Linked DNA regions of Mus musculus: all the other regions are linked to region 5. The links are chromatin contacts, called in public HiChIP or PLAC-seq, capture Hi-C and promoter capture Hi-C maps. All regions are on one chromosome and are shown on one strand. The core of a region is the stretch at or near the end of the contact, and the rest is flanking DNA. Distances in the headings are between cores, read along the strand shown. Region 1 holds the start of Terf2 (telomeric repeat binding factor 2). Region 2 holds the start of Nfat5 (nuclear factor of activated T cells 5). Region 3 overlaps Sntb2 (syntrophin, basic 2). Region 4 holds the start of Vps4a (vacuolar protein sorting 4A). Region 5 holds the start of Zfp90 (zinc finger protein 90). Region 6 holds the start of Atp6v0d1 (ATPase, H+ transporting, lysosomal V0 subunit D1). Region 7 holds the start of Cyb5b (cytochrome b5 type B).

Region 1 (4,074 bases), core at 1,567-4,066, 680 kb before region 5:
CAAAAATAAAATAAAATATGAAACTCACAAGTGAATGATGGGGCTAGAAATAAAAAAAAAAAAAAATCATCCGTGTGACGTAACCCAGGCTCTGAATGACAAATGTGGACGATTTCTTTTTTATGTGGTGGGTAGCTTTTAAGCCTTCCTTATGAGTGTTAGAGTCCATGTAACCACAGGGGTTAGATACCTAATAAAGGACTTGGGGAGGGGGATTTTGCAAGGAAGGGAATATAGAGTATGTTGTTATGGAGAGAGGAAGGAGACTGGAGTGGGAGGATTAAGTGGAGAGCAGGATGGTAGAGGAGGGACTCTAGGGAGGAACAACTGACATTCGGGCCATTAGAGGGCCCACATGGGATCCTGATACTGAGGCTTCCTAAATTTGTACATATATTGTCTTAGAGTTTTATTGACGTGACCAAGGCAACTCTTGTGTTGTTGTTGCTTGTTTGTTTGGTTGGTTTGTTTTGTTTTTCTGAGGCAGGGTTTCTCTGTGTAGGCCTGGCTGTCCTGGAACTCATTCTGTAGACCAGGCTAGCCTCGAACTCAGAGATCCACCCGCCTCTGACTCTCAAGTGCTGGGATCAAAGGCATGCACCACCACTGCCCAGCCCAAGGCAACTTTTTTTTTGTAAAGATTTATTTATTTTACTTATATGAATGCACTGTAGCTGTCTTTAGACATACCAGAAGATGCTGCCAGATCCCATTACAAGATGGTTGTGAGCCACCATGTGGTTGCTGAGAATTGAACTCGGGACCTCTGGAGGAGCAATCAGTGCTCTTAACCTCTGAGCCATCTCTCCAGCCCGCAAGGCAACTCTTATAAAAGAAGACATTTAATTTGGGTCTGATTTACAGTTTAAGAGGTATAGTCCATTCCCATCATGGTGGGAAGTGTGGCAGCATCCAGACAGACATAGTGCTGGAGAAAGAGCTGAGAATTCTACATCTTGATCTGCAAGAAGGAAACTGGATGTGTTTCATATTGGGCGTAACTTGAGCATTTAAGATCTCAAAACCCTGCCTTCACAATGCCACACTTCCTTGAAATCCCACCAATCCCCATTCTGGAACTGTCCACTCTGGGAAGCTCCACCTCCCACCCCCCAAGAAACCCTATATAAAGTCTTCCTTCAGTTCACTGCTGCTTTTTACCCAAGCAGAGGCAGCCACCCTTTTGGGGTCTTCCCTCCCAAACACATCTCTTGTGTGAGATTTGTTGTACAGTGTGATTTTGTGGAGTTCTTTGTCCCCTGATTGACAGGATACCTCCCAGAACAGAGGTGTAACACCTTCCACTGTGGCAACCTCCCCCTTGCTGAAGCACAGATGTAATACTTTTTAGAGAGAAACCTTCCCTTGCCAGGCCTCGCCCCTGAGGAGCTCCAACCACCAGTTCCATCCACAGAACACTCTAACCACTCTAATGGCTGGACCCAGCCAGCCCTCACCCTACAGAGTAAAAAAACTCAAGCTCTGGACTTGAAAACTTGCCCTGCTCCACTCTCACCCCAAGAAACCCCACATAAACCCTGCCTTCTACTCAGTATCCAGCTGCCTCTCGCCTGAGCCTGAGTCTTCCTTCCTTCCCAGTAAATTTCTTGTGTGTGAGGTTTGTCGTATAGTGTGACTTTGTGATATTCCTTGGTTCTTGACTGCCAAGATACTTTCCCCTCAGAGCTATAACTTTTACACTGGGTGTAAAGACATGGACCACTGCACCAAACTTAAAAATCAGATTTTTTTTTTTTTTTGTAAACAAAAATAGATTGTCCAAGCATGCTCTGGATGAGTTCATGAAAAGCAATTGGAATCCAGGAGCAACAAGATAGATGGTTCAGTGGATAAAGATGCTTGCCAGAGACTAAGCCAGATGACCTGATTTCAGTCCCTAGGATCCACATAATGAAAGGCAAAAACCAACTTCTAAAAGTTATCCTTGGATCTCTGTGTATACACACACACACACACACACACACACACACACACACACAATTTGTTGAACCCTGAGCTACAGGAACCAGAAATAGTAACTCAGTTCATTTTAATACAATCCTCACGATGTCCACTTGACAGAAAGGGGCACAGGTACACAAACGGAGAAGTAACTTGTTCAAGGTTTACACAATAAGAAGCAGACCTGTCAGGATATCAAGGCAGATAGTTTAGCTCCTGTTAAGTAAGGCAAACAGGCTGGAATCACCAAGCAGCTTGGATTACCATAGCTAGGATTGCTTTAGAGAGTGGCTCCAAAGCCATGTTGTGGATGGGCTCTGACATGAGTTCAAAACTAGCCTGGGTAACTTTGCAGGGCCTGTCTTAGAATACATTTTTACTAGGTGGCTGGGGACAGTGCACGGTTGATAAAGTGCTTGCTCTAGAATGGCGAGGACCTCCGTTGATTCCCAGAACAAACCTATGTTTTAAAAAGAAAAAAAGTAAAAAAAAAAAAAAAAAAAAAAAAGGCTGGCCATGTTGGCACTATCTCAGCACTGCAACACAGAGGCAGAGTTCTATGTCTTGAGTTCCAAGCCAACCAGGGATACACAGTGAGACTCTGTGTCAAAACAAAACAAAGTAATTTCTTTCTACTGTACTGCTTTTCACAATTTGCGAAATGTCTAACATTATGCACGCGCTTATTTTTCATATTCTTTACACTGTCCCAAGTCTGCAGCGTAGTCTTCAAAATAGCGCGCCTGGCTGGGCTGTGTGGACTCCAATCCCCAGCAAGCATTGCAGCAGACACAAGAGGAACTACGGATGCCGAGGAGGTGGGTAGACCCCCCGCCGCCTCGGTCCTTTCCCTCCCAGAAGCCCGCGGGCGGCTCGGAACCCCGTCGGTATCATGGCTGCGGGAGCCGGGACAGCGGGCCCTGCTTCCGGCCCGGGCGTTGTGCGTGACCCGATGGCGTCACAGCCAAGGAAACGGCCCAGTCGGGAGGGCGGGGAGGGCGGGGAGGGCGAGCGGCGGTCGAACACGATGGCGGGAGGAGGCGGGAGCAGCGATAGCAGCGGGCGGGCGGCGAGCCGACGGGCATCGCGCAGCGGCGGGCGGGCTCGACGGGGGCGACACGAGCCAGGGTTGGGAGGCGCGGCCGAGCGGGGCGCGGGGGAAGCTCGCCTGGAGGAGGCGGTCAACCGCTGGGTGCTCAAGTTCTATTTCCACGAGGCGCTGCGGGCCTTTCGGAGTAGCCGGTACCGGGACTTCAGGCAGATCCGGGACATCATGCAGGGTGAGAGCCGGCTCGGGCCGCGGGGAGGAGGACATGGTTTTGGGGGGCATGACTTGGGGTCCGGGGCTCGCGGAGCCAACCATGTCTTCTTTCCCAGCGTTGCTTGTCAGGCCCTTGGGGAAGGAGCATACGGTGTCCCGGTTGCTGCGGGTTATGCAGTGTCTGTCGCGCATTGAAGAAGGAGAAAATTTAGGTACGGCTATTTTTTGTGTGTTCTTTTCTGGGCTTACTTACGTAGGGTTTTGTTATTTTCAAACTTAACATCCGGAACTGAAAGATTCCGGGTTAAAGTGCACTACTGGTTCCACCGCGGAGGGCTTTTTCATTCAACAGTGGTTGAATTCTCTAATTCCGGTTTTCTCCAGTTAAAGTTTCTTGGCTGTCTTTTGTTTTGTTTTCTCCCACCTGTTAATTGCACACCCATTTTTATTGCTACAAGTAAGTTACGTCAATAAGGACACATCTTTCTCCCTCTTCCTCCAAATAGTAAAGTGGGAACACTCTCCCATCCACACACAAGTTGAACTTGGCAGCTACTTAACAAACTCTCTTCATTGTTGGCCCCTTGTATCTGAGGAAGTTGTGTTATTCTGGATTTTGGAGGCAAACATATATGTTATAATTGAGCTGTATTAAAAAGTATTGAAAGATAGTCACTTAAAATACGTTGAAGCCAGCCGGGCAGTGGTAGTGCACACCTTTAATCCCAGCATTTGGGAGGCAGAGGCAGGTGGATTTCTGAGTTCGAGGCCAGCCTGGGCTACAGATCCAGTTTCAGGACAGCCAAGGCTACACAGAGAAACCCTGTCTTGAAAAACAAAAAAGAAATATG
Region 2 (3,557 bases), core at 223-2,722, 880 kb before region 5:
TAGCCTCCTTCCACTGGTATAAGAAATGAGTACAGATGGGGGCATTTTTGATTTGATACCCCTTGCAAGGGGAACCTGTTCTGACACATTCTTGTGGTGTCCAGTGTAGGAATTTAACCCCAGCAGAGATCACCTCAAGTATTAATGTTTTAGATGCTGGGAATCCCCTGCAGGCCTTAGCCAAAGTAGTTTTAAATGGGATTTTCTGTTCATTGCCTCCTCTCTGCACGAAGCCCTTGAACAGCAACAGAAGAGAATTTTTCTCAAAGGGCAGGACTGTGCCCGAGCCTGGTACTCCAGGGAGAGGAATACAAGTACTCCAAGGAGGGCATCCCTATCTTTGTAAAAGAGAAGTAATTAGAATGTCACGGAGGTGGAAAGAGAGAAAGAAGATTGGGGCCTTTTCCAGGCAAGAAGATGACGAGGAAAGGAAGAACGCCTGGCCGAGGGGGGCCGTCCCGACATGGGGAGGGAGTGGACTAGGCCGGGGAAGGGGGGGGAGTAGGACGACCGCGCACAAACAAGACCAGAGGGAGAAAAAAAAAAAAATGGTGACCCTGAGCTCCGAAGCCCCTCGGGGCCACGCAGCCCGGCGTGGGGCAACTTTGCCAAAGAGGAGAGTCCGGGGGACACGAGCCGCGGCGCCCCGATTCCACCCCCCCTCCCCGGTGTCCCCAGCAGCGGGACCAGTGGGGTGATTCCCGAGCCGGGGGAGGACTGGGCCGGCAGTCCGCCGAGTGTGGTGGAGTCCGGACCCGCCGACCGGCAGGTTGCGAACCTCCGGGACCGCAGAGGACTCTGGGGGGCGCGCGGACCCTAAGCCCCCCGCCGCGCCGCCGCGCCGCGCCGCGCTGGGGAGGGGGGCGCCGCTCGGCAGCTCCGGGATCACCCCTGGCCCTCCGCGGCCAGCCCAGGACTCTCGTGAGGGGCAAGCCCGCCCGAGCCCGGCCCCGACGGGGGACCCCCCCACCCCAGCCCGGGACTCCGCGCGCTCGCGCTCCCCGCCCCCACGCCCCACCCCCCCACCCCCCCATCTGACTCACCTCGCGAGTACAGGGACTTGGGCGATTCCAGGTCTAGGTCCGCGCTGAGCAATGAGATGAAGTCCGAGGGCATCGCAGCTCGACCCAGCCCGGCCCGAGGGCAGCGGGAGGGGGGGAGCGGCGGTGGCGGCGGCACCTCCTCTCCGGGATCCGCGGGCACCGAACCGGGGGCGGTGAGGCGAGGGCGGCAGCCGCTGCCTCCTCCTCCTCCTCGAGGGCAGTCACTTCCCACCCGGCCGAGCGATGAGAAGGGCGGCGGAGTGGAGGGAACAGCTCTGCGGAGTGGAGAACTGACTCCCGGTGAGTCCAGAGACCAGAAGCTTCGGACCGGGGAAAGGGGAAGAGGGAGAGCCAAACGGGTCCGTTTCGGGCTTCTCCTCAGCGCACACTGACGGCCGCCGCCACCGCCGGCGCCGCTGACAGGAATCTGAGCCCCGCCCCCTCGTGGGGCACTGCGCACGCGCGGAGGGGGGGAGGTCCGGGAGCCCGGAAGAGCCTGGCGGCCGGCGGAGGGCGGACAGGCGCGCCACGGAACAGCATCAACAAGGGCTTCGCTTCCTGCCGTCGCTGCTGCGGCCGCTGCTGATCCCGGGCTGGGAAAGGGCCCCGCCAGCCAGCAGGGAGGGTGGAGGGAGGCGGCCTGGCTTCTGGGGCCCTGAGAAGGGAAAAGATTTTTTTTTTTTTTTTTTTTTTTTGCCTCGACCTGGTGGCGGCGAGCCTGAGGCGGCCGGCCCTGCTCCGTGGTGTACTTAGGAGGACACAGACCCTGGGGGACCTGGATGTCAGCCAGGAGGGGAAAAGCCCTCCAGGGACTTGCAGCGATCGAGGCCCGCTCGCTGGAGCTCAGCACTGGGGAATGGAGTTCCACAGCTTGGACAGCAACCGGGCCCTTCGGGGTTTTTCATAGCAGTGTCTGCAGTGAGCTGGTCAAGGGGCTATCAGACTCACTTTTTAATTAAGAAAGGGCAAGCCATACTCACCACCACCACCACCATCACGAGTTACCAAGTTTTGTTTGTGGATTTTGTTGTTGTTGTTCCTGTTCGTGGATTTTTTTGTTGTTGATGATTTCTGTTGGCCCACTCTGGCCTGGAGCTCACTATGTAGATCAGGCTGGCCTCAAACTCACAGAGCTGTGCTTGCCCCTGCCGGTCAGAAGTCACCATGCTCGGCTATTGATTCTTTTTAATGAAAATATTTTCCCCCCACGTTACCCACCACACCAAATTTACGGCGACTGCATTTATTTATTTATTTAGACAGGTGATTTTGTTATGTAGGTCTAGCTGGCCTGCAATTCGCTGTGTAGATTTAGACTGGCCTCAATTTTAGGGCAGTTCTCCTGACTCAGCTTTTCGAATGCTGGGATTACAGAAGAGTACCACCATGCCTGGCTTTGATTTTTGTTGTTGTTGTTGTTTAAGTTTATGTATAATGATGTCTCTGATAGTGAATGGTCGAATTTACTCCGGAGTGGAAAATAAAAGACAATTTAAAAATGGGATCATGTGAGTCCACATGGCTTGTGTGTAATGCACACGCGTGCGTGGGGTAGGGGGAGAGAAGTAAGCAAACATACTCTTCCACACGGGTTTTCATTTTTTTCACTGTGCTAAGGGAGAATGGAGGGAAAACATGTAAATGAGATTTTTTTGGCTGCTCTGTTCTCGGGGGCTAAAAGTTTCCGTTGCAAAAACACATCCTCACCTCCACCACAGACTGTTTCCTGACTCTTAATAGACTTTTGGGAAATTTTTAATCGAGTTATTAAAATATCAATTTGAGCACAGGGTGCGCATCTTGGAAAATAATTTTTAATTCTGTGTGGGATTTTGATGCCAACAGCCACGTGGGCAGTGTTTTTCAGGTGTTAAAGATGCCTTGATGTATGTTACTGTGTCTACAAAGCTGGTCACAAATCCTAAAACCCTGCGGATGTACCCATATAAATCCCTAACAAAGTTTTGCCTCTGTGATTTTGGGCACTTTATTGTGACTTGGAATGCTGGAGTTGGGGAAGAGTCTCTGAGCAAGGGAGGCCCCAGTGCAGGCAGCTCTGGGGTGGGCCCTTTAGCAAGCTTAACCTACAGACCTAGAATTTACATTTGTGTTATCAGAAACCACCTATCCTTTCATCTGAACATCTGATACAGGCTGCCTGATTATCTTCACTGAATTCTTAGTGATAATTAATGAACCCTGTGAGCATTTTCATCAGTCACAAGGAAGGTTTTTTGAGCCACCCCAACACATAGCAGAGCAAAACAGGAAACTACCCTCAAAATTCTATGGCCACTGTACTCTGTTGTAACACGTCCCAAGGGAAGTCCCTTCATAGCTGCTAAGAGACCCGCTCATTTGATAAGAGAAGATTCAAACCTCCTATTGCCTAACACGCTAAGGCCAATTGAAATCCTATAGCTTTGAGTTGGAGTAAAACATTGGTTGGTGACCTAGCCCTTCCATTAGTCACTACATAATACATGAAGAGGAAATTACAATGGACCAGGCTGA
Region 3 (3,665 bases), core at 603-3,102, 560 kb before region 5:
TACCTTCAAGCCCAAAATCTAAGATTGAATTTAGATTAAAATGTGAACTAGTTACAAAAACTTTGTAACTTGGGAAGACACACCCTCCCCATATATTTTTTTTTTTTTTAGACAATCTTTTAAGCCAAAACAGGGTTTGAACCTGCTATGTATCAGGGGATGATTTTGGATTCCTGATCTTCCTGCCTTTACCTCTAGTGCTGGGACTTCAGGCACAACCCACCCCACCAGGTTCATACAGTGCTTGAATCAAACTTGGGCCTTCATGCTTGCTAGGCAAGCACCCTACCAACTGAGCTATGTACACAGCCTCTAATTCCACTCTTCTCACCTCAACTCAGGAAGTGGCTTTCAGGTGTCCCCTCCCACCTCCACATCCTCTTTTTTTTTTTTTTTTTTTTTTTTTTGGTTTTTTCGAGACAGGGTTTCTCTGTGTAGTCCTGGCTGTCCTGGAACTCACTCTGTAGACCAGGCTGGCCTCGAACTCAGAAATCTGCCTGCCTCTGCCTCCCGAGTGCTGGGACTAAAGGCGTGCACCACCACAGCCTCCTTCACATCCTCTTGTTTTTAATTTTTTTATTTATTCTATAGGTATGAGGGTGTGTGTGTGTGTGTGTATGTGTGTATACACATATATATGTATACACATACATACATACATACATACTACATACATATGTATATGTTTGTCTGTGTACCATTGCCTTCATTCAGTGCCAACAGGTACTGGATCCCCTGGAACTGAAGTTACAGATATTTGTGAGCCACAATGTGGGTGCTAGGAATAGAACCCAGGTCCTCTGTAAGAGCAGTCAGTGCTTTAAACACTAAGCCATGTTTCTAGCCCTATATAATCTTCTTGTTAATTTATTATAGATTTGTGTTGTATATGTTTGTATGTGACTGGGTGTGCGAATGTCACCGCTCATGTGGAAGGTCATGTGAGTTGGTTCAGTCTTCCTACCATATGGGATGTGGGAACTGACCTCACTTGGCAGAACACACCTTCCTGCTGAGTCATTTCAATGAATCATTCTTTTTCTTCTTTTTATAACCCACAGAGAGCACATAAAAATGTAATATTAACCCTAATATCAACTAAGTAACCAAGAGAGCTCACTCAATACATATACTAATACATATAAATGGTTCTAGAAGATAGCAGGCACTGAACACAAATATCTATAGAGTGAGATTATTATTGTTATGTAAAACTGATACGTGTAGACAGGAATCCAGACAGCAAGCTTTTTGACTTCCTGATTTTTCACAACGACCAGTTTCTGCAGGCTTCCTTGTTCAGGGTCCCCCAGAATTCGTGCATCACCATCCTAGCCTGGCACTTGTCACGTCACAGCTTTGTTTTGTCACCTACTCTACTTGCCCAATGGCACACCTGTGAAGTCCATGCCTGTCATCCCAGGACTCAGGAAGTAGAGGCCAGAGGATGATCAGTTTAAGGCTCTATGAGGCCCTGACTCACACAAACTTCAAAAAAATAAACAGAAAAAAGCTACACTCTCTCCCAACCCCCAAAGATTCCAGGCCAACAGATAAAGTAGAAATTGGGATGAAAAACATTTTATCTCTGTAAGAAATACAAAGATAAAAATGTTACACATTATTGAATGTCTTAGCAAAACGAAAAGAAACCATGGAAAATACTTACGAAAAGACTAAGCAAAATGTTCTCCATTAAACAAAAAAGTTCTAGCCATTTAAGTGCAAGGAAATCCACCTTTTTCTTTGCTGCTAAGTGGATGTCTCTTGGACTAGCTGGATAAACCGGATGGTTTGTTTTAGATCAGCACACTGAGTGATACACTATAGGCGGAAATACAGTTTAACCCAGCACAATAGCGGCCTTCACGGGGTCAGCAAGCTCCATCCTGAACTGCAGTGAGAGCCACACTGGGAAGAAGAAGTCATCCAAGTTTCCATATCTGCAATCACCTTGCAACATTTTCAATTGCACAAAAGGACTGCTATTTGTAACTGCCAGGGTTTTACTGTCATTAGGGATTTTCTGACTAATTTGGCAGAATAACCAAGTTCAGGAAGAGAAGAAAAGACAAAGATGAGATCATGTTCTCTTTTTTTATGTAACTTAACTAAGGAACGTGGCTGCAGTACACTAAGACTGATACTCACTGTCCAGCAATAGTATAATATTGTGGTCAATTCAGATCAAATAATGATTCAATGTTTTATTTGTTTCTTTGATTAAATCACAATAAAAACAAAGAGTAGGACATTTCCAACTTCAAAATTAGTAGTGGAACAACAGGGATTATAACCCAGAAGAATAAAAACCATGAGTCTGTACTGAACAAACAACTGGGTAAATAAACAGGGAAGAATAAGCTGTTTCATACAGAAGAATTCCAATCAAAAAATACCAGACAGGATGCTGGGGATATAGCTCAGTTGGCAGCAACAGTACCGAGTACACATGAAACCCTGATCCAACCCCAGTACACAGGAGGTAAGAGCAGGAGGAGCAGAACTTCAAGGTCATCTCTGGCTACACAGTGAGCTAAGTGTAAGCCTGGGTTACATGGGAATCTCCAAGATAATAGTCACAGTGATAATTACAAGAGCCAAACAAAAACAAAACACACAAACAAAACTCCCCCACATTATCTAACCATCTTTCTTGCAGAAAAATATATATTTGTTGACATAAAACCACCAAGAAGCTTAAATAAATGATCAGGTTTCTTAGAATATGGCTTGTTTTTCAAGACAATGTTTCTCTGGGTAGCCCTGGCTATCTTGGAGCGCCTTCTGTAGACCAGGCTGAGCAAAACTCAGATATCCACCTGCTTTTGCCTCCCAAGTGCTGGGATGAAAGGTGTGCGCCACCACACTTGGCTGGTTGGTACAAACCCTTAAGTACCGGGGGGGGGGGGGGGAAGATACAGCTCAATGAGAGGGTGCTCCAATATCCCTGGAACATAATAAGCACCACTGCCTCAGAGATCTGAGATCCTCCCCTCCCTGACCCGCTCTATTACTGACTCATTACCCAACCATAAACAAATTACTTAATCTCTAGGCTTGTATTATAATCATCTGTGTAATGACTGTTATATTGATATTACATGCTCTTAAGAGCCTCAGCTAAATGTAAATCACCACACACTGCAGTATCATTACTCATCCAACCTGTGGGGAGGCCTTATCATTCAGAGGTATATGAATACTCCTTGAATTAACATCTGCAGAAATCCAGCCATTAAACAAAACACACCACTTCACCCCAGCTTCTCCATATGGCCCTTGCAGGTACTAATATAATTTCCCTGAAGCCAATTAATCCCCCAGATTATCAACCAACTATAGTTTTGTATAGGACGATACACTAAATACTGAAGAGCTTCTCCTTCTTACCTGAGAAAATTGGTGTCCATCGTATACAGTTGACTGCCTCAGCCGGCACCTGTTTCTAACCCTCACTCTCCCTGCTCAAGTTAACCATGTACTTCTCTATGTTTTGCCGCAGGCCTGCTGTTAGCCAATAAGGATATTTTATTAAGAAAGCACTTACTCCTTCTCTACCTTCCTTCATTTTGAGACGAGGTCCCACTCTGTAAGCTGGCCTGGCTTCTCACTGTATAGACAAAGGCGAGCTTCAAGTTGAGGTGATCCTCCTGCCTCCGTCT
Region 4 (4,003 bases), core at 1,038-3,537, 620 kb before region 5:
CACCACCACCACCAAAACCAAAAAGAAAGCAAGCGGAAACTGACCTGCTGCCTGCCTGTCATAGTGTTAGTCTCTGGGGGGAGAAAAGACATCAATAGTATCCCTGAAGCCAACCATGCATGTTACAGTACTGATCTGCCATTGGTCCAATAGTGGCACAAAAGTTATGGGGGCGCTCAACTATATTTGGCTTGGATCTGAGGCCTGCTGTACAGGGAAGAATTCAGATCTGGCGCTGTAAAGCTGGTCAGAAGCCCATGGCTTAGGGACCACAGGCCTAGAGAAGAATCTACACTGTTGTTTTATTAGATGACATAATGCTGATCTGTCCTCTAAGTATTTATACTTATCTCCACAGATATAATCTAGGCCAGAGAAGTTGCTCCTCTCAGTGGTGGTGAGTTGGTTAGATGATTAGCAGTCAATGCAGACTCCTAACTGAGATTAGTGTCTATTGAGGGAGGGCTCAGCCCTGAGAGTTATCACCCATGTCCCCAAGGCACAAGAAAAAAACTGGAAGAGGGGAGGAAAGAGCCAGAGGCTGGAGGGGTGCTGTGAAATGCAGCTTACCTGCACCAGATGAGCTCACTAAGACCAATCAAAATTTAAGAAGCACTAACTGGGCACAGCGGGTTACTGAGAGGGGGGGCACAGGAGTAGGGGGTGGAGCTGGAAGTACACAAGACCCAGACTCATGGTTGACATGTATGAAACGTCAAAGAATAAAGGAAATCCCAGGAAAAAAGAAATCCGCTTCCTACCGGAGTCTGACAGCCTGAATTGAACATCCAGAAGAGAACCGATGCGTGCATGTTATCCTCGGACCTCCCCACACGGGCAGGTCATGGGAATGCGTGTGCGGGCACTGTCATACCCAGACAACACATGCACACCATACATACATATGCACGCAAACACAACAACGTACAATGCCACAGAGTATGCTACATGGGACAGTAGGGCTGAGGAGCAGTGGTTAAAGGCGTAGAGTTTCTTTGGTGATGATTCAAACCTCTAAAAGCCCTGGATGGTACAGTTTAAATATGTGACCGTTATAGCATGAGTGCTAGCTCTTCATAAAACTGTTTCCTAAAAGTTGGATAATATTCTTGGTTCACATGTAGTGCTAACTCTGGCCAGGCAGGTGGGATCAGGCCGAAGTTGGTTTAACCCTAAGAACAAACAGAACAGTTTCTGCAGTGAATGGTGGGTTCTAGTTCTGAATTCCATCTAATTTCAAGCCTAGAACAGAAATTTACTCCTGTATTTCTACTTGGAGCAGCCACCACCACCACCAGATATGCAAATATCACTCACTCTTTGATGCTCTGGCTAAAGTCCCTTCCTTCATAAAGTCTTACTTGGTTCCACCCAAACGCTTACTTTATTAGCAAAGGCTTACCGAGTACATGATATGCTGAACCTATGTTATAATTGCTTTCCCTGAATTATTGTCTCAAGTCGTCTGACAACCACCCTACAAGGGCACTGCCTATTTTAGTGATGAGGAAATCCAACATTCCAACATCCAAAACCTAGACACACTGGTGAGTGGCAGGGCTGGGATTTAAACACAAGCCTGAGGCCTGACAGTGTTTATGCTTTCTGACAGCTCTAGAACGAGCCCTTCCTTCATCCGGGCGGCGCCACCCCAGCATCACCCTGCAGGACGTAGGGAATGAATGAAGGGTGGCTGGCCGAGAAACCCGGGGCTCGTTGGAAGCAGCTCAGGGGGCTGCCAGGGCGCCTGGCAGGAGCGGGTGAACGCCGCTCCCGGAGCGACCTGCGGGACCCGGGCGCGCTCAGGGGGAGGCGGCGCCGCTGCAAGGCGGCAGTTCAGCCCCGGCTGCGCGTCCTGGGCTCCGGCCCGCCGGTTCGGCTTGGGCCGGGGCTCAGTGGAGACGTCCTTCGGGCTCCGAGCGCGGGAGAGGCTGCAGCGCGGGTGGGACGAGGCAGCCTGACAGGGACCGCCAGGCCGGGCTCCGAGGAGGCCACCGCCCGTCCGCTCCGCGGCCCGCAGGCCCTGCCGCCTTGGGCCTCCGCGGGCGCGCCGCACCCAAGTACCTGGAGGGTTGACGTTGTCATTTCATATCCTGGGTCCGCCCCACACCCCGCGGTGCTGCTTGCGGCCTCGGTCCGGCTCGGAGGAGCCGAGGTGGTGGGTCCGCCGCTTAGGAGCCCGGCAGGTCGGCTCTCGGCGCGGGCAGAGCTGCCACTAGCAGTGGGAGCCGAGTCCGAGGGTGAACGAGGAGCGCGGCCCAGAGCGGCCCAGCCCGAGTCACGCGGCTGCCGCCCTGTGGCCATGGCCTGCAACTGCAGACACCGCTCCTCTAAGAGGGGCGGGGCCTGCCGGGGGCGGGGTCTGGTGGGATACCGGTAAAGGGCCAGCCCGAAGGCCGGTAAAACCGGAGTGAGGGGCGGAGCCGCCGAGTGAGGGGTGGGGCCGACGGGGGCGGGGCCTGGTAGATCCGGGAGAGGAGCGGGGCTGGACGTGGACAAAGATGGGGAGTTCTGGGCGGAGTTGGGAGCCCAGGTGGGCGGGGCCGACCAAGGGCGTGCCTTGTGAGAGAGTGAGGGGCGGGGCGGAGGGAACAAGTAGAATCTGTACCCCACTTGAGTAAACCTAACCATAAAAAGTAAACTCCCTGGAGCTGTGTTTTCCCGCTATTTAATAGGTTATGTTAATTAGTATTTACCTTGCCTGTCTTAGGGGACAATGAATGAACTAATGTATACATAGTGAATGTCACACTGTGGGTTCAATCCCAGGTAACTGTTATGAGAGAATGATTCTAAAGCCTGTTTTGTGATGGTTTTTATTTTTATTTTTTTTTCAAGACAGGGTTTCACTGTGTTGCCTTGGCTGTCTTGGAACTCAGGCTGTCGACCAGGCGTAACCTCGAACAGAGATCCACCTGCCTCTGCCGTCTGAGTTCTGAGATTAAAGGCTTGTACCACCACCAAGTTTGTGCTAGTTTTTAACTGTTAACTTTTCTGGGCCAGCGAGATGGCTCAGCAGGTAAAAGCACTTGTGCACAAGACAAATGAGCTAATATCCCCAGTTCCTGCTGGGTGGAAGAAGAGAGCAGACTTCTTATAGTTGTCCTCTGATTGCCACACTCCTGCCCACCCAAACTCTCAGAGATCTGCCTGCCTTTGCTGGGATTAAAGTTTTGGGTTGCCATGCCCAGATACTTCTTTTTTTCAGGCAGGGTCTCTCTCTCTGTGTCAGGTGCAAAGGAAACTGCATTTCCTGAGATTCTGGAGCTGCTTCCCCTTTATCAAAGGAGCCACGTCATTTCCCTTACCACTGGCAGAAGGAACATGGCTGTCTGAGGTGCCTGTCAGCATAGGGAAGCGCACACTAGCCTCCAGGTCTGTGGGCTAATGTGCGCTTTGCTCCCTCCCCTAAACGTCACTCATGGGCTTCCCTTCCCCAGCTACTCATTTCTCCTCATAACCCTGCGATTTCAGCTCTGTGCCCTCTTGGTCTTGTCTTGTCTCTCCCTCTCTGCACAGCTCCTGCTCCCCTCACAGTCAGGTCCAGTCAGCTGACCCTATTCAGTCCACTCTGTTCTTTCTCAGCTCTGGGCTCTTCCGGATGCCTCTGACTGTTCCCTCCCTCATAGCTACAATAAAGATCATGGTGGCACATGCTTTTAATAACCTGCGCTCAGGAGCCAGAGGCAAGAGGATCTCTTGTGAGTTTGAGGACAGCCTGAACTATACAGCAAGCTCCAAGACCAACAGGACAGCATAAAGAGACCCCGTTTCAAAAAACCAGTCGGGGCTGGAGAGATGCTGGAGAGATGGCACAGCAGTTAAGAGCACTGGCTGCTCTTCCAGAGGTTCTGAGTTCACAGGAAGAAAAAAATTATGCCAAAAAGAAAAAAAAAGACCCCAGGAGTTCTAGAGGCTGGAGGTCTAAAACTCAAGTTACTGGTAGGGCCATGCTCCCTTGAAGCCTGCTAGGCGGAAGGCACACTTGCTGGACACCCTTGGA
Region 5 (3,879 bases), core at 1,365-3,864:
ATCTTTCTGGTTCTACTTCCCAACAGCAGGATTACAGGCGCGCACCACAACATCTGGTGTCTGTGGCACTGGGAGGGAAGCCAGGGCTTGGCTCATGCTAGGTAAGCATTGTATCAGCTGAGGCCATCTCTAGCTCTACAATTTGATTTTTTTTTTCCCATTAGACAGAAGCACAGGGCATAGGATAGGAAGCAAAGTTTAAAGAGAAGGTGATTCAGTTGCCTGGAAAGAATAGCAGGAGGTAGAGGTCTAAAATAATCTAGAACATCATCATCATCATCATCACCACCATCACCATCATCATCACCTGTGTGGGTCTTTGCAAACAACACAACCAGGCAGCAACTTGCTGATCCACAAAAGGCAGAAGGCGGCAGTTCGGTTCCTGTCACATGGACTCCTTGCCTTATTAACTTGTCTCTCTTTTGCATCCTTTTGCTTTGCACATCCTCACCACAGTGCATGGCCTTCCCTCAGCTCTACAGAAAATACTCCTAGCCACTGTTCTAGACCTCGATCAATGTTCTTTCCCAAGGGTGACTTCTCTAGTTCTCCCCAGGCTGTGTGCAGTTCATGAAGGGATGTAAACCCAGGGTTCCCTGCACTCTAGGCAGCGACTCTACTGACTGCCCTACATTTTTGGACCCTATAAACTGACCTTAAAAGACACTGTTAGTATTTTTAACTAGATTGAACTTGATTATATGATATACATAGCAACTGACTGTGCTACATTTTTGGACTCTATAAACTGACCTTAAAAGATACTGTTAGTATTTTTATCTAGATTGAACTTGATTATATGATACCTGTAGCAACTACAACTTGTAGCTTACTGTTAAAAGTATTTTGTTATATTATGGGTCTCTCTGTGGGTATTGTGCAAACCCTTTTTCCCCTCACGAAAATAGCCTTATAAAGGCCCATATTATATTCCCCAAGCCTTCCCCTTTGCAACAATTAGCCAATCGTGTCAGATTATAGGATCAAGCTTCAATTAACGGGATGAGTTTCAGTCACCACCTCTGTGAGGGAGAAAAGACGGAAGTCACCCTGGCAAACTGTGGTTTTTAGCTCAGTTTTGGTTCAGTTGGACCATTTTTACAAGAGTTCAGAGCCCTGCTAGGCTTCTTTCAACTCTGTGCGATCCTTTCTTCCTCAATGCCTTGAGCTGAGATTTTTTTCCCCCGTTTCTAACAATTTTGTTCCTGTGAGAGCAGGTATCCAAGAAGCCAGAGCCATCAGGTCCCCTTTAACCTGTATTACAAGGTGGATGTGTACTTCCTGCCGTGAGTACTAGGAACGAAACTAATTCTGCAAGAGCAGCGTGTAAAAGCTTACAGTGTGTGCTCTTAACTGGAGCGCCATCTCTCCAGCCCATCCTTATCATTTTCCAGGAGGTGCTGGGAATTGAACCTAGGACCTCACACATACTAGGCAAGTGATCTACCACTGAGCTATAGTCCTAGTTCTTACCTTCAACTCCAAAGAGAGTTCAGATTATGTTCTCATCAAAGTAAAACGGACAGCCTCAGAGCTTATGTCCAGAAAATGCCCCTTTTGCTACAACTAAAAAGTGGGTTGATAAATCTGTCTCTTACTAATTAACCTGAAGCCGGGGCTATGGAGGGTGCGCACTATTATACATTTGTTAATGGGGAAAGAAAGAAAGGAAAATAAAACGAGTGGGGCGGGGGGGGGGGCAAGAAAAGCTGGAGCTTGTCTGACCAGGTTTGGCTGTAATGGTGGTCTCCGACTCAGCGCCCAACCTTCACCGGCCTCTTATTCTAATAGGTCTCTTCTGCCCCCCTACTATCTCTTTATGGCCTTTGGATGGGAAGCAGGGGGCTTTTCTATTTTGTCCCTCTATCCTCCATTCCTCACTGAAGAGTTCTAAGAAGTGCACACTGCAATAAAGTCTCAGTGCTGACACCCCCAGAACACTTCCTCTCACAAGATCGCACTTCCCTAGTCTCCTCTTTAACTCCATCCTTTCAGAAATCCTGCTCTGCCCAGGGCTGGGCACTTTGGGAGGGGTTTTCTCCAGAGGAGGAGACTCAAAGCGATCCAAACTAAGACTCTCTATACCTATACCAATAACTGTTCCATACAGACTCCGGGGGCCTCTCAGGGTGGGATGCTCCGGGCGGTGGGGGAAGGCTCGGCTCACCTGGGGCTTGGCCGTCGGAGGTCTCGGGGCCATTCCTGCCTCAGTGTGTGCTGGCTATGGTCCAGGGCTGAGGAGAGAGGACAGGATCCACTCACCGGGCTACCCCGAGGCCCCACCCCTTCAGCTCTGCAGCCACTTCGGCCGAAACGTGGGGAGGAGCCCCGCCTTCTCCTGCTGCTCTTCCCAAGGCCAAATGAAAGGCCCCACAGCTTCGGGACAGTTCCTCCGGCCACGCCCAGTCCGTCCGCAGGATGGTCGGCGAGGCCCGGAGGACAGCCTCCTACCCACTGCACTCGGAATCTGCCTCCGGGGCTTCGGAATCCGCGACCTCAGGTCCGCCCCTCTAGCGCCCGCTGCAGTTTCTTGTTCCCGGCAGTACTGCTCTGCAACAACAGGGTCGGACAATGGCCACAGCGGCGGGCGCAGAGCCACGAGTGCGACTGCGCACAATGATCCTCGCGCCTGCCCATCCACGGGTGCAGAAACTACGATTCCCAGCTATCCTCGCGTGCCCGCCCTGCAGAGGTCCTGCCTCCTAGTGGGGGGCTGCAGTAAGAGCACAAGAAGGCGGGCAGGTTAGGTTCAAAGTTTTTCTTTGGTATGTGTGTTTTCTGGAGCTGCTGGAAAGGTTCAAAGTTTTTGTCGTGTGTGTGTGTGTGTGTGTGTGTGTGTGTGTGTGTGTGTGTGTGTGTGTGTTGGAGCTTCTAGAAATTCTCACCGCTCCTTCTTTTCTTTTCTCCTTCTCCTCCACCTCCCATCCCGTTCCCTTTCCCTCCCCCCTCCCTCTTTCTCCCTCTGTGTAGCTCAGGATGTCCAGAAACTCACTCTGTAGACTCAATTCTCAATTCTCTTAGCACACAAGTGGCTAAGGATCGGGAGTTCAAGGTTATCCTAAACTGTGGTTCAAGACCAGCCTGGGCTACAAGAGACCTGGTCTTACAAGCCAAAATAAATAAACAATGCATGCACGAATGACTAAAGTGTATAATTCAATAGACTTTAGTACATAAAAAGAGTTGCACAACCATCGTTGTAGTCTCCTCTTTGAACATTTTAATTAGCCACAAAAGAAAAAAAATCATGTACATTAATAACCGTCCCCTCGTCCTAACCCACCTCCTCTCGATCCCGGGCAACCACTGACCTGTGCTGTCTTTGTGACAAATCTGTCTCTTCTGGGTATCTCATAAGATCAGGCAATATGAAGTTTTATGATTGGCTTCTTTCAGTTATTACAGTGGTTCTGAGTTCATTCACATCACAGGAGTCTCTATCCCATTCTTTTTTAATGCTGAATGAAAGATCTGATTGCCCGAGTGTACCACATTCATTCATCAGTTGGTAGCGTCTGCGTTGTTCACACTGTGAGATTTTATGCTTTTATCTTCAAAGCAACATTACAGAGGATATGTGTGTACACACGTTTATGGGGGTGCAGTTTCATTGATCTGGGGTAGATACAGAGAAGTTGAATTATAGAGATTTGGTAGCACCATGTTTAGCATTTGAAGGAACTGTGAATGTTTTCTAAAGAGGCTGTATCACTTCCATCTTTTTTTTTTTTAAACTAACAGCATATAGATTTCAACATTCCTACCCACACCTGTTACTATTTGTCTTTTTATCACAGTGTTCTGTGGATTTTTGCTGGGATGCGGGGGCGGAGAAAGTATAAATAACAACAAACCCCTTGGAAACTCTGCAAATAC
Region 6 (3,838 bases), core at 853-3,352, 850 kb after region 5:
GGAAAGCACAGAGGAGGGAGAGCCAGGAGGGTGGGTTTGGTTTTGGCTATAAGGGATTTTTTTGATCTCTCTTCCAAAGAAACCTTGGGTCTAGTTTTTCACTTCACTGCTGCATGGTGATACTGACCCTCTTTGGTGCCCTTGACAAAGTTCCTGGAAGCAAAGGAAACAACATGTCCTAGGGAGACTAAGTGAACATCTGTGGGGACAGAAATTAAATTAAGATCAGAGGGCCGCCTGCCTTATTATTGCTAATGGTTCTAGCATGACCCATCCCTAGGTTCTGCTCTTATGGAAATTTTGGGGTCTGGACACCCTATCTTGTTCCCAAAGTTTAATTGGTTCCTGGCTGTCTCATGCCAAATTGGAGATGTTCTAATAGAACACCCAAAGGTTCAGGTCTTAGGGAGAAAGCCTGAATTGTGCCTCCATTTTCCAGGGAGGCACCTCATGCCCTGGCTACAGGAAGCAGTCACGTGTGGACCCTTTATTAGGCACTGCCATATAAGCTCAGGGCACAAGAGACCAGGACATCCCTAGGCAAAGATCAGCAAGCAAAGGTAAGCACAAAGACTATACAGGAATTGGGACTTTCTGGGAGCATCTCTCTCAGCGCTGGTAGGGTACCCTAAGGATGAGGAGAGACTAAATGGGGGTTTTCCTGCTGAGCCAGGCCATGCTGACTGCAATGTTGCTGAGTTGTGTTCTGCTGTTGGCACTGCCTCCCACACTGGGGGTCCAGATGGGCGTGGCTCCACTGAAGGGCATCAGAAGGCCTGACCAGGCTCTGTTCCCAGAGTTCCCAGGTGAGTATGGTCAGGTTGGGGATATGTGGGGCAACGACCATTGCTGGCCACAGACCTGCCCGCCCAGGCTTAGACCTCCTTCCCCAATCCCAATCCCAACCTAGGGAGGTGGGTACTTGGTGCATGGTGGGTGTGGCCCTCACATCTTCTGCCCCAGGTCTAAGTCTGAATGGCCTCAAGAAGACAACTGCAGACCGAGCAGAAGAAGTTCTGCTGCAGAAGGCAGAAGCTTTGGCGGAGGTAACTCATTAGGGAAAGGGATAAAGTAGAAGGTAGGGCGCATCAGATACCATCATCTCTCCCCACTTCCGGATTACCCAACCTGGGCAGAACTGCAGCCCCTCCCTGACCTCAGTCCACTGCCACCCTACTGGGGTCGGGGTTTGAGAGTTTCCTGAACCTTATTCCCCTACGAATGCAGGTGCTAGATCCACAGAACCGCGAGTCTCGTTCTCCGCGTCGCTGTGTAAGGCTGCACGAGTCCTGCTTGGGACAGCAGGTACCTTGCTGCGACCCGTGCGCTACGTGCTACTGCCGCTTCTTCAATGCCTTTTGCTACTGCCGCAAGCTGGGTACGGCCACGAACCTCTGTAGTCGCACCTAGCCAATGGATGTTGTTTGGGCAAAGGCAGGGGATGAGAATAAAGGATGGGACGGTTTAACCTTAAAGCTGTGGTTATTTCAAACGTGGCTGTCGAAGGGTTGTCGGGGCGTCGTCATGCTGGAACCACACACACCATAACCTCGGGGTCTAAGCTACACCATCATCTGAACCACATATATGGGCGAGTTTAAGGCACCAGGCCCCTTGGGGAAATCAGAAGGCCACACCCCGGTCCTAGAGAACTAGTGCAACAAACGCCGGGAAAGCGGGCGCAGTGCGGCTTACCGGGTGTAAAGTCTAGTTGGAGGATAACCATTTGGCTCCGAAACTCTCCCCTCCTCTTCCTTGGACCTCGGTTTCTGTCTGGTAGGAGACAGCCTCGACAGCCTAAGGAATAGCACACCCGCTCAGCTTTACCCGGCTGGCCCTAATGAAGCCAGACAGAAGCGCCAAACCCAGGAAAACTCAACTTAGGGCCCACCTCGCATCCTGAGGGTATTAGCACCACCACGCGGTCGATTTCCATCATCGACCTTTCTTTGCTCTCCGCTAGGCGCTCCAGGGCCGCCTTTCCTTAGTGCGCAGGCGCCGGGAGGGCAGTTATAGCCGGTCGGGCACTCCAGAGTAACGCATGCGTGCCAGGGTGCCCGGAAACTGGAGCCATTTAAGAGCCAGGCCCTACTGCGGTCACGTGAGACGCGGTGCGTCACCTGACGCACTTGACAGCCCGCTGCGGCCGCCGCGTCAGCTGATCCGGGGAGTCTAGTTGCGTGCGGGCAGATCGGGGCTCTCTGGTCCCGCCGCCCCCCGCCTCCCCTGCCGCCTCCCACCCCCGCCGCAGCCATGTCGTTCTTCCCGGAGCTCTATTTCAACGTGGACAATGGCTACTTGGAGGGATTAGTGCGCGGCCTGAAGGCCGGGGTGCTCAGCCAGGCGGACTACCTCAACCTGGTGCAGTGCGAGACGCTCGAGGGTGAGCCGCGGGTCCGGGCTGTCTGAGGGGGGCCTCCCTGAGCCGGGAAGGGCACGCGAGGCCTCTGGGAACCCGCGAGCTGATTGATGGTGGGCATGTCAGGAAGGAGTCTGCCTCTAGCTGCGGCTCTGCGCGGGGGCCCAGACGTAAACAAGCCTTCAAGAACCGCAGTGGTTTACCTGGGCTCGGGTTGCCTCTAACCTCGTCGAGCTAGTCCTATAATTTAGAAGGACGGGTCCCCGAGGATTGGTTAGCCGGCGCGACGAGTGCGCCTCCAAGCTTCTTCCCCCTGGCCCAACCCTAGGCCTGTTGGGTGGCAGTGCCTAGGGAAGTTAGATGGAAAAGGCTTCTCTCCTCCCCCAAGGGCTTTAGAATCGTTGTGTCTTGGTGGTGTTGGTCTGAGGGTTGGGTCGTCCTGGGGAATTGCTAAGCCAGTTTAGCGAGAGGTTCCTCCCAGCTCTGAACCGCTGGCTGTGTAGAGTCTTCAAGACTGTTTGGAAAAGCAAGAGGTGGCTCTGTAAATCAGAAATTCACGTACAAGTATTTGGCCCCAACCTGCATTCACACCCCACCCCAGCACTGTTGGGGCACCAGTTTGTTTGTTTGTTTCTTTCTTTCTTTCTTGGTTTTTCGAGACAGGGTTTCTCTGTGTAGCCCTGGCTGTCTTGGAACTCACTCTGTAGACCAAGCTGGCCTCAAACTCAGAAATTCACCTGCCAAGTGCTGGGATTAAAGGCGCACACCACCACGCCCGGCAGGGCACCAGTTTCTTACACAAGAGTGACAGAAAGCTAAGTTCCTCTTTCTTTCTTTTCCTTTTTTTTTTTTTTAAGATTTATTTATTGTTATATGTAAGTACACTGTACCTGTCTTCAGATACACCAGAAGAGGGCATCAGATCTCTTTACGGATGGTTGTGAGCCACCATGTAGTTGCTGGGATTTGAACTCAGGACCTTCAGAAGAGCAATCGGTTCTCTTAACCGTTGAGCCATCTCGCCAGCCCCCAAGTTCCTCTTTCTTAACACATAAATCTAAAGCAACAGTTTCCAACTTGTGGGTCACCATCCCTTTGACGGTCATAAGGGTCACCTAAGACCATTGAAAACCACAAATATTTATGGTTAACAACAGTAGCAAAATTACAGTTGTGAAGCAGCAATGAAAATAATTTTTATAGTTGGGGGTCACCACAACATAAGGTGTTTTAAAGGGTTGCAGCTTTAGGAAGGTTGAGAACCACTGATCTAAAGTTAGATGGCTCAACTGTAGCAGATGTACTAAGCTAGAGATGTCCCTAATTCTAGACCCTCCACGCACATGGTAGTAAAGGACAGAGACATGAGTTCCCATCTCTGAGTCCTAAAGGATTCCTTTGAAGAAAGGGGCTTGTAGCTGGAAGAGGCTGGGTGATTCACCCAATGTAGAAACTTCTTATCAAATACTTCTGATGTTA
Region 7 (3,800 bases), core at 420-2,919, 740 kb before region 5:
AAAGAGAGAGAGAGAGAGAGAGAGAGAGAGAGAGAGAGAGAGAGAGAGAGAAAACAAGAACTGGAGAAATGGCTCAGTGGTTAAGAACACTGACTGTTCTTCCAAAGGTTCTGAGTTCAAATCCCAGCAACCACATGGTAGCTCACATCAGATGCTCTCTTCTGGTGCGTCTGAAAACAGCTACAGTGTACTTACACATAATAAATAAATGCATAAATCTTTAAAAAAAAAAAAAGAATCTTTAGGCTGGGCAGTGGTGGCGCCTTTAATCCCAGCACTTGGGAGGCAGAGGCAGGCAAATTTCTGAGTTTGAGGCCAGCCTGGTCTACAGAGTGAGTTCCAGGACAGCCAGGGCTACACAGAGAAACCCTGTCTTGGAAAAAAAAAAAAAAAAAGATTGACAGTCAGCAAAGGAACAAGAGAGTAACATCTTAGTGGGGTGAAATGTTCTTTTTCCTTACTGTAGTGACTACATGGTCAAATACACTTGTCAAACCCCAGCTAGAGGTGTAATATAGTTGACAGTGTTTGCCTAATAAGCATGAGCGATCTGATCCCTAGAAAGGCATATACAGGAAGATTAGAAGTTCAAGGTCTACAGAGACTATGTAATAAGCTGAAAAACGCCCTGTCACAAAGAGGAAAATTATCTGTGGCCCAACAGTCTCAAAGAGATCTTGAGTAATAAGATTTGATTTGAAGCACTAACAAAAGGGTTGAAAGCCAGGTGTTGGTGGCCCACACATTTAACCCCAGCGTTCAGAAGGCAGAGGCAGAAGGATCCCTGAGTTCGAAGCCAGCCTGCTCTACATAAAAGTTCCACGGACACACACACACACACACACACACCCCACACACTCTACTGCCTAACCAGGAACAGGGGTGGGAGGAATCTCAGCTCACTGGATAAGAGCACATGTGCACATGTTCTGTTTTCTCGGAAGATCCAGTACCCAACACCCACATCAGGAGGCTCACAACCTCCTCTTATCCAGCTCCTGGGGTTCTGACCTCTGGCACCAAACGCAGATGCAGATGCCCCCACCCCCACCCCCACCCCCCCCACATACAAAATTTAATTGTTTTTACTTTTTAAAAAAACTGCCTTCTCCTCTAGAAAATAAAAGCCCCCCAAAGCACTGCTTTCTAAGGCATACTTCCTGGAAAGGAGCAGTTCTGAACTGGGCTCGATTAGGTCGTTAAGTGTGTGCCCTTGAGAGCTCCCGGCCTCCGTGAGCCTCAGTTTCTCTTTATGGGAAACGGGTTGATGGCCTGGCGTGTGATCTAGCATCCTGCAAGTGCTCCATGCATTGAGAAACGCACGTTGTCAGTCGAGGCTGAGACTGCAGCCCCTCCGAGGGTCACGGTTCCTTCCGGGCGCCGGACAGCCACGCGTGGCCTCTCCCCACCCCCACCCCGGCAGCGCGCGGAGGCCTCCCGCCTCCCCGGCCCGCACCTCGCTGAGGAAGCGGGTGATATCGTAGACTCGCCCGTGGATCACCATCCACGTCTCTTCCGCCGAGTTTCGCTTCGCCACCTCCTCCAGCCGGTAGTAGGTGACGGAGGGCTCGGAGCCCTCGACCTTCTCGCCACTGCCGCTGGCCTCCGGGGTCGCCATGGGATCCGAAGCCCTCTCCGCCGCTATCTGGGCTTCCACCGCTAACTTCCTTGACTTGCCGGCCCGCGCTGGGTCCTCCTCGGCTTCCGTAACCGGGTAAACCTGGTCCGACGTCCGACTGGCCAATCGGCGTCGACCAGCCCCTCCAACCTTGCCAATCAGATATCGTGATTTTGGACCAGCGCCTAAACGTGGCCGGGTGACAAGTGTCACCACAGGAGAGCATTCTCTCTGCTCGGCCCATGGGCAGGCCCGGCCCTAAAAGAAAAGAGCCGGTTTCCAGCGTCTCTTTTCCCTTCCTGCCACCCTGGGTCCCCGAATGAACGGACCCGCATTTTCCCTTGATCTTCCCATCCAGAATTGCAGCCCCCGGGGTTACAAGCTTTGCTGTCCCCCAGACTGGTTCCCTTTAGGCTCCAAAAGGCTCAACAATTAAAATGGGTGTGGTGACCTCTACCTTCCTTGCCCAGAGGTTTGGGATGTGTGTTAAAGAGAGTGTGCTAAGAGAGGCGTGAGCCCAGCAATCCACTGTGTAAATCACAAGTGGCGTTGGACTCCATGGCTCTTAGGTACAAGGCCTTAGGACAGCAGTTGGGGCAAGGGTAGATGTCCTAAGTTTCTTCCACTACTGACAAAACAATCTCTAACTGAATTCTTCAGTGATCAGGGCTCATCTACACTGTTTTAGTTTCTAAATGGCCTAAAATAGGATTTACTTCAAATGACCCTTGCTAAAAGTCTAGGTAATTTGGAATTCTAAGTTAATGTGCAAGGTTGCGAGCCTTTCTCTTTAATTGCGGTGAAAACTAAGAGGCTGATCATCCTAAAATGTTTCACGGTGTTACTTCACAACCTAGCACTCATGACTCTGTAAACTATTTGCAACCTCTTTCACTAATATTTTATTGTTTGTTTGTTTGTTTAGAAATGTATCAGTATGTAAGCCTGGTTGTCCTGGAACTCAGAGGCCTCTGCCTCCCATGTGCTGGCTTAAAAGGACACCACCATGTCTACTTTCCATAACCTAAGTTCCTAATTACACAAACTATGTACTGTAGTTTGCTCTGATGGCTCTCATAAATACTGACCAAAACCAGCTGGAGAAGTAGAAGGTTTATTATGCTTGCAGGTTATAAGCCATTGTCTTAGTCAGGGTTTCTATTCTATGCACAAACATCATGACCATGAAGCAAGTTGGGGAGGAAAGGGTTTATTCAGCTTACACTTCCACATTGCTGTTCATCACCAAGGAAGTCAGGACTGGAACTCAAGCAGGTTAGGAAGCAGGAGCTGATGCAGAGGCCATGGAGGGATGTTCTTTATAGGCTTGCTTCCCCTGGCTTGCTCAGCCTGCACTTTTATAGAACCACAACTACCAGCCCAGGGATGGCACCACCCACAATGGGCCCTCTCCACTTGATCACTAATTGAGAAAATGCCTTACAGCCGGATCTCATGGAGGCATTTCCCCAACTGAAGCTCCTTTCTCTGTGATAACTCCAGCCTGCATCAAATTGACACACAAAACCAGCCAGCACAGGGGAAAGGCACCACAGTAGAGACTCAGAGCACTTGCTGAGCAAAAGTGACGACTTAACCATTCCCTCCCTCGGCAGTAAAAGCCCGGCAGGCCTTCCTATGCCTGTAATTCTAGTTCTGGGGTGGTGGTGGAGGAAGGCAGCTCCTGAGAGCTTGCTGGCCATCTGGTAGAGCTGAAAACAGCAAGCCCCAAGTTCAGGGAGAGACTTTCTTTCAGGGAACCTGAAGAGGAATGACAGATGAAGACACGTGACCACTCCTCCAGCTTCCTTGTGCATGTAGGAGTGAGCACACAGATTTGTAAACTGCATATCCCTACAAAACAGTGAAAATGAAACACAGAGCAAAGAGCTTGCTTCTTGTATCGCCATTCTCCCACAGACCCTATTATAAAATTTGTGAGGCAGTAAGATTTCCAAAAAAAAAATCCAGAAAGTTATACGTGGTTGAATTTAGGGCTTATGGAAAATCTGCATCAGCTCCACCTTTAAAAAGTACATTTACGGCCCCTAATGGAGGAGCTAGAGAAAGTACCCAAGGAGCTAAAGGGAACTGCAACCCTATAGGTGGAACAACAATATGAACTAACCAGTACCCGGGAGCTCTTGTCTTTAGCTGCATATGTATCAAAAGATGGCCTAGT

The links. Promoter capture Hi-C pulls out the DNA fragments that hold promoters and counts their contacts. HiChIP or PLAC-seq counts read pairs in DNA pulled down with a chosen protein or histone mark. Capture Hi-C pulls out chosen DNA fragments and counts their contacts.
Region 1: a promoter capture Hi-C map of liver shows a contact between it and region 5, with 2.7 times the contacts expected there. The contact joins the promoter of Terf2 here to the promoter of Zfp90 in region 5. A contact is called at or near these places in 3 of 39 promoter capture datasets (the 3T3-L1 cell line and liver), 1 of 484 Hi-C or Micro-C datasets (liver), 1 of 115 datasets of contacts at active chromatin or transcription factors (T-cell acute lymphoblastic leukemia) and 1 of 9 other capture datasets (liver).
Region 2: a contact with region 5 is called in an H3K27ac HiChIP or PLAC-seq map of thymic regulatory T cells, with 4 times the contacts expected there. The contact joins the promoter of Nfat5 here to the promoter of Zfp90 in region 5. A contact is called at or near these places in 2 of 39 promoter capture datasets (cranial neural crest and liver) and 2 of 115 datasets of contacts at active chromatin or transcription factors (bone marrow-derived dendritic cells and thymic regulatory T cells).
Region 3: a promoter capture Hi-C map of liver shows a contact between it and region 5, with 2.2 times the contacts expected there. The contact joins the enhancer-like site here to the promoter of Zfp90 in region 5. A contact is called at or near these places in 7 of 39 promoter capture datasets (the 3T3-L1 cell line, HPC-7-derived erythroid cells, cranial neural crest and 4 more), 1 of 15 datasets of contacts at CTCF or cohesin (the NIH/3T3 cell line) and 5 of 115 datasets of contacts at active chromatin or transcription factors (T-cell acute lymphoblastic leukemia, astrocytes, bone marrow-derived macrophages and 2 more).
Region 4: a capture Hi-C map of macrophages shows a contact between it and region 5, with 5 times the contacts expected there. The contact joins the promoter of Vps4a here to the promoter of Zfp90 in region 5. A contact is called at or near these places in 7 of 39 promoter capture datasets (the 3T3-L1 cell line, the C10 cell line, cranial neural crest and 3 more), 2 of 484 Hi-C or Micro-C datasets (cortical neurons and ventral hippocampal neurons), 2 of 115 datasets of contacts at active chromatin or transcription factors (astrocytes and bone marrow-derived macrophages) and 2 of 9 other capture datasets (adipose tissue and macrophages).
Region 6: a promoter capture Hi-C map of liver shows a contact between it and region 5. The contact joins the promoter of Atp6v0d1 here to the promoter of Zfp90 in region 5. A contact is called at or near these places in 3 of 39 promoter capture datasets (liver and pre-B cells), 1 of 115 datasets of contacts at active chromatin or transcription factors (pro-B cells) and 1 of 9 other capture datasets (liver).
Region 7: a contact with region 5 is called in a promoter capture Hi-C map of liver, with 4 times the contacts expected there. The contact joins the promoter of Cyb5b here to the promoter of Zfp90 in region 5. A contact is called at or near these places in 1 of 39 promoter capture datasets (second pharyngeal arch cranial neural crest), 1 of 115 datasets of contacts at active chromatin or transcription factors (bone marrow-derived macrophages) and 1 of 9 other capture datasets (liver).

What each region holds. Positions count from the first base shown.
Region 1 is chr8:107,095,290-107,099,363 of GRCm38.p6, reverse strand. Terf2 (telomeric repeat binding factor 2) reads left to right here and starts at 2,816. Exons shown (of 10, transcript NM_001371065.1): 1 at 2,816-3,242; 2 at 3,340-3,435. The coding sequence starts at 2,855. It overlaps Mir7075 (microRNA 7075), which reads left to right and starts at 3,258; the gene lies at 3,258-3,339.
Region 2 is chr8:107,291,385-107,294,941 of GRCm38.p6, reverse strand. It overlaps Nfat5 (nuclear factor of activated T cells 5), which reads right to left and starts at 1,472. Exons shown (of 15, transcript NM_018823.2): 1 at 1,044-1,472. The coding sequence starts at 1,116.
Region 3 is chr8:106,970,383-106,974,047 of GRCm38.p6, reverse strand. The region is part of intron 1 of Sntb2 (syntrophin, basic 2); the gene reads right to left. Among named protein-coding and RNA genes, the nearest start is that of Sntb2, 36 kb to the right of the region's middle. Within about 2 kb of position 1,852, at least 130 of the 459 cell types and tissues checked have an H3K27ac peak or open chromatin away from gene starts, as enhancers often do. A contact at or near this core is called in T-cell acute lymphoblastic leukemia, astrocytes, bone marrow-derived macrophages and 1 more, where this site is marked.
Region 4 is chr8:107,029,553-107,033,555 of GRCm38.p6, reverse strand. It overlaps Vps4a (vacuolar protein sorting 4A), which reads right to left and starts at 2,287. Exons shown (of 11, transcript NM_126165.2): 1 at 2,065-2,287. The coding sequence starts at 2,085.
Region 5 is chr8:106,414,062-106,417,940 of GRCm38.p6, reverse strand. Zfp90 (zinc finger protein 90) reads right to left here and starts at 2,614. Exons shown (of 4, transcript NM_011764.4): 1 at 2,171-2,614. The coding sequence starts at 2,203.
Region 6 is chr8:105,564,328-105,568,165 of GRCm38.p6, reverse strand. It overlaps Atp6v0d1 (ATPase, H+ transporting, lysosomal V0 subunit D1), which reads left to right and starts at 2,102. Exons shown (of 8, transcript NM_013477.4): 1 at 2,102-2,383. The coding sequence starts at 2,254. It overlaps Agrp (agouti related neuropeptide), which reads left to right. Exons shown (of 5, transcript NM_001271806.1): 2 at 440-560; 3 at 674-806; 4 at 964-1,046; 5 at 1,228-1,471. The coding sequence starts at 677. The coding sequence ends at 1,410. Gm38250 (predicted gene, 38250) reads right to left here and starts at 1,986. Exons shown (of 4, transcript NR_168532.1): 1 at 1,892-1,986; 2 at 1,696-1,797.
Region 7 is chr8:107,148,530-107,152,329 of GRCm38.p6, reverse strand. Cyb5b (cytochrome b5 type B) reads right to left here and starts at 1,669. Exons shown (of 5, transcript NM_025558.5): 1 at 1,457-1,669. The coding sequence starts at 1,618.